2 separate regions of the Mus musculus genome follow, and region 2 is linked to region 1. Evidence: chromatin contacts called from public Micro-C data. All regions are on one chromosome and are shown on one strand. The core of a region is the stretch at or near the end of the contact, and the rest is flanking DNA. Distances in the headings are between cores, read along the strand shown. Region 1 overlaps Manba (mannosidase, beta A, lysosomal). Region 2 has its middle 21 kb from the start of Nfkb1.

Region 1 (4,548 bases), core at 1,269-3,768:
TCTTGCTCTCTGCTGGCTGCTGATTTGATGTTATACATGGGACTCTCTAGAGAGTAAAGGAGAATCTTGCTAGAGCTAAGGATGAGGTTCTTTTCAAGTTTACAGTGTATAAGATCAAACTAAAGATATGTTCTACTTTTCTAAAATCGCCACAAATGAGTGAATTTAAATAATTGAAAGTGAAGTTAAATAAATAATACCAGTTTTAATAATGCCTGAAAGGATAAAATAAAGATTATCTTTGACTTATGATGATGTTTCATGGATATAAACTCATCACAGATTAAACTGACCATAAAGTTAAGAGGGGATGAACCCCACTTGGTTAATTGTGGTAGGTCTAACCAGATACTCTACTTCTTCATGAGTCAGTTTGTCACCATTTCACTAGTAATACACTCATTTCTTTTAAGTTTCTTGTCATGCCTTATCCCAGTTGTCCATACTTTTCCCTTACAACCATTGCTATTCCTATAAGGCAAGTGGTACAATTTCCTCCTCCAGTCCTAGTTTGGTCATGTGACTCTTCACTAGTCCATGCAGTCTATCCCAAACGTTATCCATTTTGCCGATCTTTCCAAATAAAAATAAAAACCAACTAAACAAAAATCCACTTTATGATACAAATAGCTAATATGAATATGGTGTCTGGAGATGTTAGAATTCCATGAGAAATGGTTCAAAACACTTCGTGGCCAAGTATCAGACATTTAGTAGACACTTAGAGGAATCTTGAATGCCTGAATATTAAATCACACGATGTCTTGAAAAGATTCTATACATGCCATGTGCTGTGTTAGCCAACACTCTTTCATTTCCCTCAATGCAACACACAGAGAGAGAGAGAGACAGAGAGAGAGAGACAGACAGACAGACAGACAGACAGGCCTCTTTCCTGTGGTGCCTGGAACAGAAGCCAGAGCACATCAGGAAAGTGTTATGTCACTGAGGCATACTCCTAGCTGTAATTCACATATCTGATCAGAGATGTCCAAAGGTAAGAACGTCAATAAAACAAATAAGTAGAAATCTTGAATAAACACTTGACTAGTAAAGCTACCCACATGGTTACTATGCTCTGCAGGGCAGTGGTGCCACACACCTTTAATCCTGGCACTTGGGAGGCAGAGGCAGGAGCATCTCAAGGCCAGCCTTGCCTAAAGAGTGAATTCTAGGGAAGCCAAAGATATACAGAAAAACCCATCTGGGAAAAACCAAAAAAGAAAAAAAAAAGTGCTTAATCACGTTCTTAAAAAAAAATTATTTGATATGTATGGGTACTTTGCCTGCATGTATGTCTCTATACCATGTGTGTTTCTGGTGCCCACAAAGGCCAGAAGAGGGCATTAGATTCCCTGGAATTGAAGTTATGAGCAACCACTGGGTACTGAGAATCCAACCTGGGCCCTCTAGAAGAGCAGCCAGTGCTCTTAACCACCGAACCACCACTCCAGCAGTTTCATCTCATTTTTAACCAAGCAAGTGAAAATTAAAGCCATTTAAGACACACACCCACCAGAATTCCCATAATCAAAGACTGACAGTACCAGCTGCCAAAGCGAAGGTAAGCCAGCTGGAACTGTAAAACAATGTTCGACAACGTGTCAGTTTGTTTAACCACTTTGGGGAGGTTTCTGACAGTTTCTGTCAAAGTTAAATACTTGGTTTCCTTGTATACCTAAGCAAGCACACTGGTCTGCTAATCATCATCTAAAATCCTGTTCATAGCAGCATTACTCATAACAGCCTTCGGCTAGAAACAACAGAAGTGTCCTGTGGTAGGGAAACTGTATGCAGTCTGATTTGTTCCCATGGTGAGACAGTCCAGCAATACAAAAGAAGACACGCTCATTGTATTATCAGCTAAGGCAGCTCTCACAGAGTGTGTCGAGTAAGCAAGTGGAGCTAGGTCGTGTTGAAATCTAAGTGTAGGGAGTGCTAATCAAGGCAGCAGAGGCAGCCGGGCACCAGTGGAGTTCTCTGCTTGTGTGTTTTAGCAGCGCTGAGCTTTGCCTGTGCGTTTAGCACTCGCAGCCAACTAAGCCTTGGTTCAGAATTGGAGACTTGCTCTCATTCAGTTTGGCACTCAGCCTTGATCCTTTCTAAGTCTAAACTAGGGAGTGGATCTCAATGGAATTAATCTGTTGCTTTTCTCTTTCCCTTCCTATCTCCACCTTCTCCCTACACTCCCCACCTCCTCCTTCTCTCCTTGTCCACGGGGATACCTGCCCCAGCAAGGTGGTCACCACCAGACCAAAACCAAACAGAAGCTGCAAATGAATTAAGTAATTAAGTTAAAAAAAAATCCTGGAAGTGAAAGCCAGGTCTTGCCATGGAAGAAGGAACGGTGCAAAGATGAGGAAGCAGCAGGCAGGAATCGAGTAATCTTATGGACAATTCTCACCAAAACCTGTTTAAAGGACAGAGAGGAGAGAAGCGGGAGTAGGGAAGGAATCTTGGTTAATTCTTTCCCTGGCTCATCCTCTCTAAGCTCCCTCCCACTCACTGTTCTCGTTTATTATTAGTCATTCATAAGGTTCTGAAGAACAGGATGTGTGCCCACGTCACTTTGGAAGACTCTATTGGTTGAACAAATTTTGTAACTGTCAAAGATGTTTGAACCGAGAAGGCTTTGCAGAAAGCTTCCTCGTGAACATGTGGAGAGCCTTCCCTCCCTGCTTCGTCTTACAGCAACAAGTGAGTTCTTCTGCCTCCAGATCTTCCAGTCTTCCAAAGTCTCTTCTCACTCTCCTCTCTTCTCGGGTTATATCTATTCCAAATGGCCACACACCCAGCATGCTCTCTTAATCTGTGACTCACACTACCACTCCCACAGGTTGACTAAACTAAGCTGCATCAGGCCTCTCAATGACCACCTACACCAGGAGGTGACTTCAGTCTTCACCAAGCCCTGAGCTTAGAGCCCCCTCTACTGCTTTCATTTGTCTCTAGCATATATTTATTGGGCGTTTGATGCCAAGTCGTGAGAAACTGATTCTCAAAGGGCACCTTTTCCCTTCCTGCTCCTCTGATAACTCAAGTTGTCTGTGGGAATAAATAACTATTCTATTATCTAGGGGGAAAGAGCTAGGTTGTGCCTGCAGGCTCAGGTTTGAATTAGATGTGATTTATTTGGTAAGCAACAGACATGATAAAACACCCAGGCCAGACCAATTACATATAAATGATTGTAAACATTGATCCTCAATCTATAGCTTGCCTTTTTCTCTTTCCTGGTAGTGCTTTAAAAAAAAAAAACCAGGGCTGGTGAGATGGCTCAGTGGGTAAGAGCACCCGACTGTTCTTCCGAAGGTCCGAAGTTCAAATCCCAGCAACCACATGGTGGCTCACAACCATCTGTAATGAGATCTGACTCCCTCTTCTGGAGTGTCTGAAGACAGCTACAGTGTACTTATATATAATAAAAATAAATAAATCTTTTTAAAAAATCAAAAGCCAATGATTTTAGTGAAATACAATTTATCAGCCCGTTTTTTTTTTTTCATGGTTAGTGTCCTCAAGCTTTAAGACCTCTTCTTTGCCTGTCTCTGAGTCTTGTGTTCTTTCCAGGACTTTTATTGTGTTGCTTCCTCATTTCAGGGGCTTTGTTTTCTTTGTCTCAGGGATCAGATCCAAAGCCTGGAGCGTGTGCAGCACGGCTATGCTCCAAACCCTCCCATTTGAATCTCAGGTCCGTGGTGAATGCAATCTGCATGCATGGAGACTTTCATTTCCCTGTAAAGCGATCTTCTTGGTCCAGCACATTTCATCAACGACTCTACCCTTTTCCACCTGAATTGCCAGGACATTTCTGTCCTAATAGGAGATTCTCCTACTGCCTTCATTGCTGAAACTTTAGACTAATCTTAAACAACAAACATCTTAGTACACAAATTTTAGAATTTCATAAGCTGTTCTTGTGAGGAGAAACAAAGCCAAGAATTAGATACAGGTTTTATGGGTTTGCTCGTCTGTATTGTGAAGAAAACAACAACCTTAGCAAGAGCATGCAAACCTGACCATTTTCCACCATACAAAGGCTACGAAAGCTGCATGATTGCACACACTCAGTGTAGAAGCCCAGCAGCTCCAGACTAGAAGTGGCTTACCTGAGTAAGGTAGATAGTGTCTTTAAATGTGCGCAATGGGTCTGTCCCCTGGGGGAGTTTGAAATGCATCTTGACCTGGTGCAGCATCTGATGGTTGCCATCTTCATGATGCTGCCGATGAAGGGAGAAGCGGCTGTTGTAAGCCCAGTCCTCCTGAGATGAGACCTTGTGGATAAAGGAAGAGGGTCACAGACCCTAGCCGTGAAGCTACTTTTCTCATACATTCCTGACAAGCCTGGAGAGTGCTCTACACATCGGAAAGAACTTAGGAATTGTTCTGTGGTATTAATCATAAACATTAAAGAAAAACGTTCTGGGGATTGAACTCAGGACCTCCCGAAGAGTAGTCAGGGCTCTTAACCACTGAGCCATCTCTCCAGCCCCGTCATTCTCATTATTACTGGTAAAGGCCAGCCTTGTGCAAGGTGGGGTCCGATTT
Region 2 (4,548 bases), core at 596-3,095, 160 kb before region 1:
TGAGCTAGTAAGAAAGTTTTAAAAGTGTTCATACACATGGCATAGTTTGTGAATGGAGTTAGATCATTTTAATTAAAATTAAAACAAATATGCACAGTAATGAATCAGCAAACTTTTCACCAAATTTGAACATAGCATGGCTGTATGGATGACAGGGCTTTTGTCTGCATCAAAAAAGTAGTCTCTCTCTCTCTGTCTCTCTCCGTCTCTGTCTCTCTCTGTCTCTCTGTCTCTCTCTGTCTCTCTGTCTCTCTCTGTCTCTCTGTCTCTCTCTCTCTGTCTCTGTCTGTCTCTCTCTGTCTCTCTCTGTCTGTCTCTCTCTGTCTCTGTCTCTCTCTGTCTCTGTCTCTCTCTGTCTCTCTCTCTCTGTCTCTCTCTCTCTCTCTCTCTCTTCTCTCGTGTGCATCAGCTAGTGTTCTAGCAGCATATTAAAATGACAACAAAATCACCAGCGAGTTTCAAATTCCATCAGATTGGACTTTCCAGTGACCCTTAACTGGATGAGTACAAACAGGAACGGAGAGCAAATATCTGAAAAGCATATTCACAAATAGCATCTGAATAAATTTCATTAAGCAGAGCTCACCTCTTCAAACAATACCAGGAGGGGGCAGCATATATTGTAGCTTGCAGAACTGGATCAAAGCACAGGTTCTTAGGAAAAAGTCAGATGCAGAGCCGGAAGCCAGGTGACACAGGGAAGCCATCAGAAGATATCAACTTTCAGGGATATGCAGAAGTCACTGCCGTTTGCAGAGAGAGAGAGAGAGAGAGAGAGAGAGAGAGGGAGGGAGGGAGGGAGGGAGGGAGGGAGGGAGGGAGGGAGGGAGGGAGGGAGGGAGGGAGGGAGGGAGAGAGTCACAAGGAGAGACCTAGACTCTTGTTGTGGTATGGATGACTAAAGTATAACCATGGAAATGTATCCACAAACAACTGGCTTCACACATACTTGTCAGAGGCTTGCCATCTGCAGAGTGGGAACACTTAGTAAATAATACTTCCTTTTCTTAACTCATTCCCCTAAGGAGAAATCTTTGTCCTGGCACAGTTGTTTCCTGGCCACCCCCTGAAAGTTCTAATTTTAATTACCTTACTTTTCTCATAGGAAAAAAGAAGCACATTTTAAAGGCACTTACCATAAATACCTGGGAAGAGATCTCAGACAAATCTGTCAGGGAAGTGATCAAAAATGCAGCCATTCTTGGACCTGAAACAACTCTTAGCTCAGCAGAGGAGAGCACATGCTGCTCTTTTTAATTTAAAGATTTATTTATTTATTTTATGTATATGAGTACACTGTAGCTGGTTGTAAGCCTTCCTGTGGTTGTTGGGAATTGAATTTTTAGGACCTCTGCTTGCTCCAGTCTGACCAACTCCGCTCTCACTCAGTCCTTGCTCGCTCTCACTCAGTCCTTGCTCGCTCCGGACCAAAGATTTATTTATTATTATACATAAGTACACTGTAGCTGACTTCAGATGCACCAGAAGAGGGCATCAGATCTCATTATGGGTGGTGTGTGAGCCACCATGTGGTTGCTGGGATTTGAACTCAGGACCTTCGGAAGAGCAGTCAGAACGCTTACCCGCTGAGCCATCTCTCCAGCCCTTGCATGTGCTGCTCTTACAGAGGACTCTGGTTGGATTCCCAGAAACACATGGCAGCTCGCAACCATCTGTAACTCCAGTTCAAGTGGATTTGATGTCCTCTTCTGACCTGCTCGGGGATCACACACCCATGTGGTGGGTATACATGCATGCAGACAAAACCCTCATACACATAAAATAGTGAAGTAAATAAATCTTTTCTAAAGGGGGCAGGGGTAAAGTGTTTCTTTCTAGCCATGGTGTCATAGGAACCACATTGTACTGGCTGGTTGTGTGTCAGTTTGACACAGGCTTGAGTCATCAGAGACAAGGGATTCTCAATTGAAAAAAATTTTTTCTTCTGTAAAACCTGACTTTAGGCAAGATTGTACAGCATTCTCTTAATTAGTGATTGATGTGGGAGGGCGGTTCCATCTGGGGCTGGTGGTCCTGGGTTCCATAGAAAGCAGGCTGAGCAAGCCACAAGGAGCAAGCTAGTAAGCGGCATCCCTCCACGGCTTCTGCATCAGCTCCTGCCTCCAGGTTCTTGGTCTGCTTGAGTTAGTAACCCTAAGATAGACATGTTACAAACAGAATAAATACTGCAAATGTGATGTTTCTTGTCAAGCTAGCCCCAGGTCCATACTCATTGTAAAATAAAACTATTGTGTTATTATTAATGGGTCTTCTATGCAGTAAAATATTCACATTTCACTGATTAAAACTATGAACAATTAGAATAAAATTTTCTTGATTTTAAAAGTATCATCATGTACATGTGTACTTATATGCTCAAAGCTTTCAGATATGTAGATTAAAAGCCTCACTTTCCTATAAAAGTAATATTATTATTGGAAACAGTCTCAATACCTTAGAAACCAAAATTTCTTCTAACGTAACGTCTCCCTTTGTTGCACCTTGCCAATTCTTCCCCTAAAATGAGCTAAAAATGAGCAAGTCATGATTCATGCATGGTTCAGAATGACTCAAAATTCTAAAGAACAGATGCCCCACTATAAATTTTTTTCCCAGAAAATAATACAAGTTTTCGACCCTAGTGACTTTCAAAAAAATCCACCAAATTCTATTTATACTAAGGTTTCAAAAGCAAAATATAGAGCTTAAAGGGGGAGACCGGACACCAAGAGATAATTTAACATTTTTACTTGACAGATGGGAAAATATTAATAATCCAACCAGTTATTCAGATTCCAAAGTTTAAGTGTGTTATTTTGAAATATTTATACCTATTGTATTTATACATATCTACTATATGTTATGTAGGAAATTTTTAAATATTCGGTGTGTTCCTTTGTTTTTAGGAGACTAAGGCTATATTGCTAAAACTGAAAATCAGCTATGACTTGCACGAGGCCATGTGTTTCATGACTTGATATGGCTGTTTCGGCTCAGGTGGACAGAATCTAGAACAAACTTGAGCAATAATTCCAACATTCATACCCGTGAATGGCTGAATAGGAGAGAAAATGCTATGACGGTGTAAATATTTGGAAGATCGAGCTGAGAAGAAGTTAAATGAGATAATACATTTTCATGGAAACACAAGCGCACTGTTATGAAGATAAAACAGCTCAGCGTTTGTAACAAGGAGGAAATGACAGAGAGATTCCCCTCTGGGGGAGGGAGCTTTCGGAAGCAGGTAAGACCAGCCTAAGATGTTTCTCCTCAACTTGTCATTAGAATTGCTGTGACCACAGATGTCTTATTAAACTAGCAATAGTTAAGCAAACTTAGAAAGCTTCTTGCCAAATTCGAGGTTGAGTTCTCACTAAACATGGTGTCAGCTTCTTCCACACTCTGTACAGAGCCAAATGGACCACACCAAAGCAGATGGGAAGATGCTACAACTCGATTTCCACTTAGAACTTTACCACCTTCATCTGTGTTTAGAATGGAGGAGCATGTGTGTATCTCTCAATCCCATAGGAACACCCCCACTGCACTCCAGCCAAGAGTAAGAGGGAGGCCTGGAAGCTTTAGACAAAAGCACATATGTTTAAGAGGAAAATGTGTATATTTAGTAAATATTTTCTGTGAACAGACATTTAACCTCATTTGAATTGTCCATGTGCTTTCCTTTTCTCTTTTGAGATGCATGGCTTTGACCCAGTGTTCCCTACATACCTACTTGTCGGTTTTACCAAAGAAATAAAAAAAGAAAAGATTCTGAGGGTGTGCCATTGGATTCAGCCCCCAACAAAATTGTGGCAATATAATAAGTGATCTTTTAAGCTGGTTTAGAGTATAGAATTCTACATAAGCGAAGAAAAGTTCTCCCAGGTTCTGAGAGAAAAACACCCAGAGCAAATGGAGCAAGAGTGTGGTGAAGACATCAATGTCCTATCAAAATCCCCCTGAAATCTAGAAAATCATGTATTTATTCCCGAAAGTGCATAAATTAACACCTAGCAAGTCCCAAGGGCTTCCATTGCATAGAGAAAGACTGGAGCTGGGAAGAAGGGGGCTGAAAGGTAAAGTTGTACATCCCCGGGCTTCTTCAAACACACTCCAGAGTTGGTAAGATGCACAATAAATTTGCATTTCAGCCACAAATTCAAATATAGCATAAGTACAATCCAGTTTTCCTTTTCCTGCAAATTAACTTCATATCCATTTCAAGTCGCTATTAAACTTTAGGTTCCCATCTTTGTTTTAAACAGTGTGATTTATAGAGCGCCATGGTGAGACGCTGGATATCTGTCAGCCACTCCCATGGGCACCTGCTAAGACATCTGTCAACGAATCTAGTCTTCATGCATTGAACATCACATCCCCGTAGGTGAGGGTACTCCAGGCACTTTCCACTATAGTATCAGTCTGGATCTGTTAGTCTTTCCCGTTTTAGGCAGAGACCATTCCTCAGAACTGTGTTTATGGGTCAGGACCTAAGGGCTCTTCCCAGAACACCAAGGGTAATATCCTCCCACCTGACTCCTCCCCAAT

What was found. Hi-C and Micro-C count contacts between places; a contact is called where the count stands out from the background.
Region 2: a contact with region 1 is called in a Micro-C map of the HL-1 cell line, with 6 times the contacts expected there. The contact joins two enhancer-like sites. A contact is called at or near these places in 4 of 39 promoter capture datasets (the HPC-7 cell line, hematopoietic stem and progenitor cells, pre-B cells and 1 more), 3 of 15 datasets of contacts at CTCF or cohesin (large pre-B cells, pro-B cells and stem cell-derived epiblast-like cells), 27 of 484 Hi-C or Micro-C datasets (the AML12 cell line, CD8 T cells, the G1E-ER4 cell line and 19 more), 12 of 115 datasets of contacts at active chromatin or transcription factors (DN3 thymocytes, the SCID.adh cell line, T-cell acute lymphoblastic leukemia and 4 more) and 4 of 9 other capture datasets (adipose tissue, embryonic stem cells, liver and 1 more).

What each region holds. Positions count from the first base shown.
Region 1 is chr3:135,554,486-135,559,033 of GRCm38.p6, reverse strand. It overlaps Manba (mannosidase, beta A, lysosomal), which reads right to left. Exons shown (of 17, transcript NM_027288.3): 13 at 4,110-4,274. Among named protein-coding and RNA genes, the nearest start is that of Gm46827, 52 kb to the left of the region's middle. Within about 2 kb of position 2,518, at least 50 of the 459 cell types and tissues checked have an H3K27ac peak or open chromatin away from gene starts, as enhancers often do. A contact at or near this core is called in the HL-1 cell line and tail fibroblasts, where this site is marked.
Region 2 is chr3:135,709,813-135,714,360 of GRCm38.p6, reverse strand. No RefSeq gene overlaps it. Among named protein-coding and RNA genes, the nearest start is that of Nfkb1, 21 kb to the right of the region's middle. Within about 2 kb of position 1,845, at least 32 of the 459 cell types and tissues checked have an H3K27ac peak or open chromatin away from gene starts, as enhancers often do. A contact at or near this core is called in the HL-1 cell line and tail fibroblasts, where this site is marked.